Linked DNA regions of Gossypium hirsutum: region 2 is linked to region 1. The links are chromatin contacts, called in public Hi-C maps. All regions are on one chromosome and are shown on one strand. The core of a region is the stretch at or near the end of the contact, and the rest is flanking DNA. Distances in the headings are between cores, read along the strand shown. Region 1 holds the start of LOC107903689 (DExH-box ATP-dependent RNA helicase DExH15 chloroplastic). Region 2 holds the start of LOC107903688 (TORTIFOLIA1-like protein 4).

Region 1 (5,271 bases), core at 1,365-3,864:
CCCAAGACCAAGGACATTCAAAAATATGGATGAGTTGAAAACAGCATTCTTGCTCATGGAGATAACACTTATAAAGAAATAAAGGCTGAATTTTCCTCAAGAAAAACAAATTTACCCAAAACATTTGGCACAGCACTAGGTTCAAATCCGCCTTCACCCAAAATATAAATAAATAAAACAAGTTTAACTCAATGGAGTCCACAACCAATATTACATGCTTGGTGAAACATCAAAATTACAAAACTAAGACTAGAGCATATGCACTTCTGACAAAGCTCATCTTGGCACAGGATGCCAAGCCCAGCAAATTAATACACTGAGACATCAACTCAAGCCCCATGAGATCATGCTTGACCAGACAATATATTGCACATGATCTTTTTTTAGTAATCAAGCCATGTGAAAAAAGGTACATCAAGAAGTGTAACAAGCAGTAGAAAAAAGCAATAAATTTCATCATGGAGGAAAAGCCAAAATGCAGAAAAGTAGTAACACTTCAACTCCAATATCGAGATTAAGGCATAAACACTTCACCAGAACATCCATTTTGAGTTTGTGAACCCAAGAGGTAGAGCAGACAAACAAAAGCAAGGAAAGATACAGACAGTAGATGACAACTCTCAAACATTTGAACTAATATCAGTGCTGGAACATATGATATAATAAGACAAGGAACGCTACCTGACCAATCCAACCAGCTAGCTCATCTGGATTTGCAACTGTCGCTGACAGGCTTATAAGTTGAACTTCTTTAGGGCAATAAATCACCTGAAAATATTTCAGAACTTGGTGAAAATGTATTGCATTTGACATTCTAGATATAAATGAGATTCAAAAATCAGATAAACTCACAATCTCCTCCCACACAGTACCCCGAGATATGTCACTTAAATAATGAACCTCATCAAGAACAATCACATCAACATGAAAAAGACCACTCCCAGAAGAAGCCATTCCAACACTGCATCAACAAATCCAAAACCAACATGCTTAATATTACCAATTAACAAGAACATTAAGAAGGAAACTTATGGAGGTTGCAACTTGAAATTGAAACATGAAATACCTAGATGAACGTAGAAACTGCTACCACAAGTTGCAAAGTGATATACCATACTTAATACATAAAAGTATATAATACAGTGACTAATTAATATGCACTAGATACTTGGTGCCATTCACATCAAAGCTGCACAAATGTCATGCTTATGCTTTGGAAATACCAAGTACATTTCTTCCACCATTCATACCATGAAATTCCTGAAACTGTTATCCGATGTACCTATTATACAGCATGTTCCGCAGAATCTCTGTAGTCAAGACTAAAATCTGAGCATCCTTGTTGACAGCAGAATCTCCTGTGAGAAGGCCAACATTATTATCCCCAAATGTCTCCCTAAAACAACAAAGATCACTATATCAGCTCGAAGGGTTCATATCACCTATAATTATTTGCACTACAATGTAAGCATGACCCAATGCCACTATTCATAGTGGCAGGGCGCCTTGAAAGTTATTTGGAGCCTGGAGGCCATATGAACTCCACAATTATGGTGAGGTTTAAATTTTAAAATTTAATGCATTAATAGCATGTTTCAACCCAAAACCACTGACAAACTAACGAAACTTAAAATTATTTGAAAAAGGTAATAGAAAACGAAAATTATAATTCATTATGCATGTTGAGAGGGGAAGAAAATAGCTCTAATTACCTAAACTGTCGAAACTTCTGATTGGATAATGCCTTAAGCGGAGTTGTATAGAATAACCTCCTTCTCCTGGCTACCGTCGCCACGGCAGCAGCTTCCGCAATTAAAGTCTTTCCGCTGCTGGTGGGCGCTGAAACCACCACAGACGAACCCCTTAAAAATGCTTCTATCGCCATTCTCTTCAAAATACAAGGGCAAGATCATTAGAACTTCAAATTCTTCTTCTTTTTTATCTTTAAAGAACATATTAAAAATAAGGAACCTGAAATTTATCAATGCGAAAATCGTAAATATCAGCGAGTGCATCGACGTCAATCATTTCCTCCCCCAATTCCTTAACTAGATTACAAAGCTTTTCAACTCGTTGCCAAGTGGATTCTATCTGCCAGTTGGATGAATCCACTGAGATTTCTTTTTCGTTTTCGTTTTCGTTTTCGGTATAGTCTTCATCTTCGTCTTCGCTCGGTCGGACATCATTGGAAACTTCACCGGAAACGTCTTCGTATTCGTCGTATTCATCAGCAGCTTCAAAATCATCGTCGTCTTCGTCATCTTCGAGTTCCTCGTCAGAGAGTTGGGGCTCAGCGGAGAAGGGAGAGCGAGGGGATTTGAAAGAGAGACGAAAAGAAAGCGGAGAGAGGATGGAAGTGGGGCGAGGGAAAGGTAGGGATTGAGAAATGGAGCGGAAGTGAGGGAATTGGGAGTGTTTGGCTTGTCGGAAAAGAGAAGGAAGGGTGAGGATTGAGAGAGTGTTCATGGCGGGAGTTGCTCAGCGGTATTGTAGACCGAGTTACTTACACCACTGGACAATCCATTTGGATACCAACCAATACAAAATTGAACCGGCGGCGGTTTGAATATTTATTTTGTTATATAAATTACAGAATATCTTTGCTTCGTTTCGTTGTCTACTTCAGCCAGCGTTACACTAGATTTTTTTTGTATGAGGATTTTTTCGCTTCCCAACTTCACCAAAAAAAAAAAGCGCTCCATTTAATATTTTATCTTTTTTTAATTTTTAAAATTATATTTTTCTATCAGATCATTTCAAAATAAATGAATGAGTAAATTGCAATGATGATTATGAGCAAAGTGAAGTGTCCATAAAGTTGATAGGTGAACCAGTGAAATGCACAAAGTAATACTTGATAAACGAATAATCATAAATGGCTTTTAAAACAAACAATATTAGAAATGTGTATGTAATTATGTGTACATGAGTTATTGTGTGGTAACGATGTACAATATAGATTTTGAAAATGTGATAAGTAAGTGCAATGCTCTAGTAAACTTAGTGAAATAGTGAGGGTACAATTAGCATACTAATAAGGATGTGCACGCTTTGTGTTGAAGATAGTGTTTAGTGTGAAGACAGATATTTATGCCATATAGCATAACACTTAAGTTCATAGTGAGGACCTTAAGTGATTTGGTGTAAGGTTGGTTACACCTTTAGTGCAAATTAGTGTATAGTGTTTGGTTGAAATCCCGAGTATCCAAATGAATTTTTCTAGAATTTACTAAGGGCTAAATGTTACAATTATTGATAATTGGAAGTAAAATTTCAATGTAAGCTAAAAAAGATAGGAATAAAATGGCATTGATGATAAGTGCAAGTAGTGATAGATTAATAGAAGAAGATTCAATAAGAGACTATTGATGCCAATAGTAATAAGTGAATTAGTGAAACAATAATTCATTAAAAGGGCTAGGTGATCAGCAAGTGAGTAAATGAACTAATAAAAAAAGTAATTGTTGGATCTAGTGCCCCAAGTGTAATATATTCGTTTTGTATACTTGTATTTTTCAAACAATTTGGTTTAATAAAAATATTTATAAATTACATTGGTACCCTTGTATATTGTCCTCAATGTTTTTGCACGCAAAGCAAAATAAAAGCAAATATTGACTCACTAGTTATCTGTAACACCCCTCGCTTGACCCAGTTGTCGGGTCCAAGCTACAAGGTGCTATAGTCGCTGTTGGAGCAACTACAGTCAATTTATAGAAAAATATTTACATGCACGTGTAATTAAATGCTAAACATATTCATTTATGGATAAACAATCAAAACAAGTCTTAACCGAGCTTATGATAGTTTTTTGTTGACTCGAGAACGCAATAGGACCAATTGCAAAGTTTCAAAATTTCAGGGCCAACGTCATGATGTCATCACTTCCACGTCGCGACATCGCCAAACAATTTGTCACATCACAACGCCAAGCCACTCGACGTCACTTATTGTCGGTCAACATTGCGATGAGAAGAGTTGCTCGTCAAGGCGTGAACTCTGTTTTTGATAAAAAAAATTGAGTCATTTGGTACCTATTTCAAACTTTCCACCAAGCATACCAATTTATGCATAAAACATTTACTTTACCTGATTCAAAACATGCCAAAATCATACCAAATGAGCTTAATACTCATACTCAACTTTTCAACAAGTTATTCATTACTTAAACAATCAATTGAACTTAAACATTTTAATGTCTTTAAAGCATACCAAATCAGTCATCCAATACCAAACTTTACTTATCTTTTACCATATTGAAACACACTATTTCATTTCATTTATACACACTTTGGCATATTATGCACATCAATGTCTTATAAGCTTCAAAATATAACAATCAACTATCCAAATTAGACTACATTATTCATCAACCATCATTCAAACATGTTTGATCCCAAGTGATCCATTCAACTATGTTAATCATGTTTAACTTAACTCACATATGCATACATGTACAGTTCAACATGACAACTTTCATGATTTTAAACATGAAGTAGATAACCATCTATTTAACACATAATTCAAGCATGAAAATCAAACATACCATGTCCAACGTTTGAAATCATCATTATGTACCATATTCATCACAAGATACTAATTTATCAAGATTTTTATACATTTAAGTATATACCATGGCACCTATATACATGACACAACCCTGACTCAAAATGATAAAAAAACTATCGATTCAGTAATAGGATAGTGTGAGCTTCCAGTTGATCCGACTTGATACGTTCCATAGGGTGCTGATCTACAAGGAAAAAGGGAAAGCAACGAGGTAAGCATATACGATACTTAGTAAGTTCATAGGCATTAAAAAAAAACTTACCTTATTTCAATTAAATATGTTAAACTACCACATTGTTGGTTAGTTTGGCTAAACATAACATATCACAAAATCAACAAGGTGAGTATTATACCCAAAATCAAACTAAATAATGCCGTAGGTGATCAATATGCTAGTTCATGACATAATGGGTCACAAAATCAATTTCATTCTCATTCAAACACATGGTTCATGCTTATTTCAATATCTTTATATTTGAATATCAAGTTCTTTTTATCACAATTCAATTTTTCCTTTCATATAAGTTGTATCGCCTGATGAACCCTAGAAAACAAACTCGGATGCATAGGTAACTATACCACACTAGTTGCTCGCCCAAGCTAAATGTATCCGTGTCAGGTTACTAGTTTAGGCTAAACATTTATAACAAAACATCTGATAGCTTTTTCAAGCTAGAAATATGTAAAGTTACTCGTTTAGGC
Region 2 (5,271 bases), core at 1,711-4,210, 150 kb before region 1:
AGCATTTAGGGAAAGCATGCGCCCAGAAGAAGATAACCTTGAAGTAGAAAACCGATCTTCAGTTTTCCTCCAGAACTTGGGACTCAAAAATTCTGTACCAGGCAGCTTGCAACACCTTTTATCTGCAGAATCCATGTTTGGAATCCTTCCATTTGAAAGAGACAAATCATAAGATATTTCATCCAGAGCCATCTCCAGGCCATTCATGCGTGTCTCCAGAGAATTGATCCCACTTTGGGAGCTCCCAATGAATTTCTGGAATCAAAAGAAGAAACGTTATAAACATGTCAATACTTAAATTAAAATTAAAAAAGTTTAACATCACCGAAGTATGGAACAAAGTGGATTTATATCCACCTTAAATAAACTCCAAATGGTACTCTAAAAGGGTAAAAGAAAAGATGAAGAGGATTCTGAGAAAGATGAGTGTATTGCATAGACAATGTATATACTAAGTCCAACTTCCTTGGTCGTAAGAACACACTAATCATTCATTATTCTTCTTAAAACAAAGGAAAACATTAATAATTAATTCTTGGGATATACTCTAGAATGAATACCCCAAATTATCCTCCAAAGAATGGCTAAATAATAGAAGCAAGCACTAGTAGGCTTTTAAAGAATCACATAATGTACTAGGGAATATCACAAAGACAAGCAGCCAAGGAATTCACTGATAAAACCAAAATAAAAACAGAGTCAAAAATAGTAACTTCCGGATAAGAAATCACTAAAAGCATTCCAGGGTAAGTGAAAAACTGAAAAAAAAAACCTACGTAAAGAGAGAGAGGATATTCAGCTCCAGTAAACTACCTGGAGGAGATTTAATAGATTGGATTGCTGGTCTTCAATCTGAGCAAGCTGTTCACGTATCAAAGAAAGATCTTCAACCTCTTTGGGGTTCTCATCAACTTCTACAGCTGCATTTTTGTCATCAAAATCTAAATTCTCATCATGAAATGGAACCACCCGAGACCCAGATTTCAAACCTCCATATTTCTGAACATTTTCATCACAGACCTTAGCAAAGAGTATACGTTTTGTCTCCAACCTAGAATCTCCGCTGTCCCCAATTTCTCTCGACTCCATTACTCCTAGGTCACTATTCTTGATATTATCATAGGCCTTGAAAAACAGAGACTTCCTCGGCTCAGCAATTTCAGTCTTACAATCAGAGGGTTTTGTGCGGTCCAACTTACTGAAATCCGATATATTCCAATTCCTATTATTACTCCTCAGGGGAGTCTCTTTCTTGGCAGTGGGCTCGGTTGAAGCATCCAATGGAGGCGACCTGCTTGTGGGGACTACTTTCTTTGATTGTGGAGTTCTAAAACCAGCATCATCGACACTTTTTGTAACTGAATGAAAGCATCCAAAGCTACCATTACCTGCTTCTACGGGCAAAGCACAAAAGCATATAAATGATAAAAGAAATAGTTGCAGCAGTAGTCACCGAGCATAAAAATTTACAGCAGCAGAATAATAGTGACAATAGAATTTTCCTGTTTTTAAACTAAAAAGAAATGTAAACATGCTGTCCATTTAATGCCAAATTTTCTGGGTTTGGACATGATTAACTTCCAAACTTCACAAAAAAACAATATAAACAAAATTGAATATTTCTTTATTATACCTACTGAAGGTGAGTCAGACTGAGAAGGAGCTGAGACCTCACAAACTCCAGGAACTTCCTTCCATAAATCCAAACTACGATTGAAAGTTTCTCGTACAATCTTTACCTGCAGCAGCAAAATTTTCACAAAAGGATAAAGCACTCTTCTTACTTTTCCTTCTTGGGAAAAATCGATTAATTATTAAATAATTACTGAGTAAAGATACACAAGGATGCACCTTATCAAACCTCTTATTTTCTAGAGCCACCACACACGCCGATTTATACTCCGCTGTCAGCTCTTTCTCCGCCATCGCCACTTTCCCCAACGCCTCCGCTGCCGCCTTTCTCGTTGCCCAATCTTCGCTACTCAAAGCATCCACCGCACAAGGCACCAACCAATCCAAAACACCTTTACTTCCGGCACCGCCAACACTAGCGACGCTTCCTATAACTCCAAACACTGCTGCTTTCGCCTTGAAACTTTCGTTACTAACCAACTTCCCTAACTTCGGTAACACCTTCCGAAGCTGCTCCGACTCAGGATCCGGCGCCGCATCGATCGCCGCCGCCAAACACATCGCGGCTCCGACCTGCGAGTTCACGTCTTGCTCCACAACGAGCATTTCGATCAACGGCTTCGACAAAACCGAAAACGGAGGTTTAGTGATGTGAGACGACATTGCGGCGGTTGCCTCGACACAGGCGGATCGGACGGCGGAGTCAGGGTCTCGTAGTCGACGTGAAAGCGTGGAAACCATCTTAGAAAGGTAAGGAGACAGTGCGTTGCCGTGCGAACGAGACAACAACGTCAAAAGGCAAACGCATTGTCTCCGAACCGGAGACTTGGACGAAGAATCGGTGCCGTAGAGGCAGTTAAGGAAGGGAGAGATGGAATCTGAAGTGAGGTTGCGAGCGATGGAGTCGAGCTCGGCGGAAGCGACGGCAAGAGTGTCGCGGTCAGCGAGTTTGTTGAGGCAAGTATAAACGCGTTGTTTGAGATCCTGCGGTTGCGGTTGAAGAATCGTCGTCGGAGATCGGTTCTTGAAAGACATTGTTGTTTTGGCGGTAAGTTATGTATTTTCAGATAAATTTTGGGGAAATAGAGAGAAGCGGTGAGTTTTGGTGGTTTTGGGAAATGGCGGCAGCGGAAGGGAGGCGATGGTTGTCAGTTATTATAGTCATAAAAAATAATAAATGCAGCTTGCAGGAGCCTTTTTCCATTAATTACAATTTTCTTCTTTTCTTTTTACGTTTTCATATTAAATTATTATTTGGTGAAAAAAATAAATAAATATTTTTTTAAAAATATTTTTTTTGTCAATTGGGTTTTAGATTGATATCAACCTTGTTGATGTTAGCACGGGAGGACTTGGATTTAAATATACTAAAACGTATTATCCTCCTATTTTAAGAATTATGGAGGAGTTATGGGTGATTTTAGTATTGTATAAAAAATATGATAAGAATTTATAATGAGATTAATGTTAAAATAATATTTAATTTTCTCAATTACAATAAATAAAAAATTATTTATATGGTTTCAATGCTTTTAATTGAGTTGGTTACATAAAACAGCTGCATGTCAAATCAATTAGAGAAATAATGAAGTATTTTTTTATTTAAAATAAATAATATTATTTTAAAATACTTTATTTTTTAAAATAGGTTTTAAAGAATAATTTATATATGATAAAATTTGAACACATGATATTTTGATAAATAAAACTTTAACTTTATCGCTCCGCCAAAGCTTATCTTAAAATATTTTGTACATTTTAATTTTATCGTATGCAGTTTATTACTTCCATTGATTGTATATACTAATAATGCTATGGATTGAATTGGTGTTATAAGGTAACTCGACATAAACTCAATAGTGATGACAACATTATTATGAATAATTATAGTCCATTTAATATTCTTAATCTGATGTATTTACGTGTCTAAATTTTGTTTTATTCATAATTTAATATAATTTTTTCATTTTAACTTTGTACATATTGAATGTGTTATTATTAATTAGTTTCAAATATTATGTTTTAATTATTTATTACATGTTATTTTCAAACGCACACCTATATCTAAATATGTAGTTCAATTGATACAAATTCTAAGTTCAACTTCTAAGCACCGTACCTTTACACTTAGGGTATGTTGTGCTGGTCGAATATTACATTACGACTTATGATGTTACATTCCAGAATACGACCACGTTGTTTGGATTTTCAACATTTCAGTCACCCCGTAATCTTACATTCCCAAATAGTATCATGAGGTCATAGTATAGGGTGTAATCAAATTACGGCTCATTCCTTAGGTTATCTTAGATTACAAGTGTAATATTAAATTTTGAAGCATTTTCCCTTTGTTTTTTTTTTAAATTTTATTTTAATAAATTTAGGTTTTTGCCCTCAAATAAAATTTAAGGTAAACTACACTAGTAGTCACTCAACTATTAGTAAATTTCTTTTTTGGTCACTCAACTATGAAAAGTTAGAAAATGATCACTCAACTATTCAATTTTGTCTTTTATGGTCACTCAACTGTCTTGAAATATTAGACGTTCCCATTTTTATGTTAGCCAGCTAGTGACAAAAAAAGAGATAAAATTGAATAGTGGGGCTACCATTTTGTAACTTTTCATAGTTAGGAGAAAAAAAATACTAATAGTTGGGGGAAATCATTAACTTTTCATAATTGGATGACCAAAAAAGAAATTTACTAATAGTTGGGTGACTACTAGTATAGGTTACCCTAAAATTTAAAACTAATTAAAAAATATATCTCTTTTTTTCTTTTAACAATGAAACCCTAATATTATATTTACTATAATAATTTATTTATTAATATATTAATTATGGCTAGTAATGCAATCACTTTTCATGAATTATTATAATTATGATTTATAAATTTATTTTAACATCATATATTCATTTATTAATATACAAATCATAATAATTTATCATACTTTTAAAGAAAATTGAGATTAAAAATAATAAAATAACTAAAAAAATTATAACAAGGATGATTTGATAAAACATATTTGTAGATAATTTTATATTTCATCAACTAAACACTCGAATCTTAAATTTCAACTAAATAAATAATACCATTATACATAATCTTAAATTCCCATCATCTATTACGAATTAAAAAAAAAAACTCAAACAACCTTATCCTCTAACATTTAATTCTTACCTATAAACCTACATATTACATTAAGATTATGTGCACTTATGCAACAACTTCATAATTCAGGAATCAATAGGGAGAGAATTTTAGAGGCACATGGTGGTTGATTTACAAAACTAGTTGTGTGAATAATATCCCAACCCTATCTTTTTCAACTCTTTTCTATTTTCTTAACACATTCTTATATTATGTAATTTAAATTTCTTTTACAATGTAAGAAATTATATTATAATAAAAAATTAATTTATAAATAGAATTTTAAAATCTATTCGTATTATTATTTCTCTTTATTATATATTTAAAAATATGAAATGGGAAACCTCCTTATGACTTACGAGTACAATAAAGTGATGAGATGAAGTTTTGAACAGCCAATCACGTGACAGTTGAAGATAGGTTTATTGAATGCACTAAATCTAGAGACACATGATAAGCACACCTTTCAATATTTGATTCAAATATAT

Evidence for each region. A called contact is a pair of places that touch in the nucleus more often than the background predicts.
Region 2: a Hi-C map of leaf shows a contact between it and region 1, with 1.6 times the contacts expected there. The contact joins the promoter of LOC107903688 here to the promoter of LOC107903689 in region 1. A contact is called at or near these places in 3 of 34 Hi-C or Micro-C datasets (anther and leaf).

The regions. Positions count from the first base shown.
Region 1 is chrD05:48,117,150-48,122,420 of Gossypium_hirsutum_v2.1, reverse strand. LOC107903689 (DExH-box ATP-dependent RNA helicase DExH15 chloroplastic) reads right to left here and starts at 2,614. Exons shown (of 9, transcript XM_016829832.2): 1 at 1,972-2,614; 2 at 1,713-1,888; 3 at 1,283-1,396; 4 at 853-961; 5 at 682-768. The coding sequence starts at 2,466.
Region 2 is chrD05:48,271,310-48,276,580 of Gossypium_hirsutum_v2.1, reverse strand. LOC107903688 (TORTIFOLIA1-like protein 4) reads right to left here and starts at 2,960. Exons shown (of 5, transcript XM_016829830.2): 1 at 1,852-2,960; 2 at 1,634-1,739; 3 at 814-1,388; 4 at 1-255. The coding sequence starts at 2,667.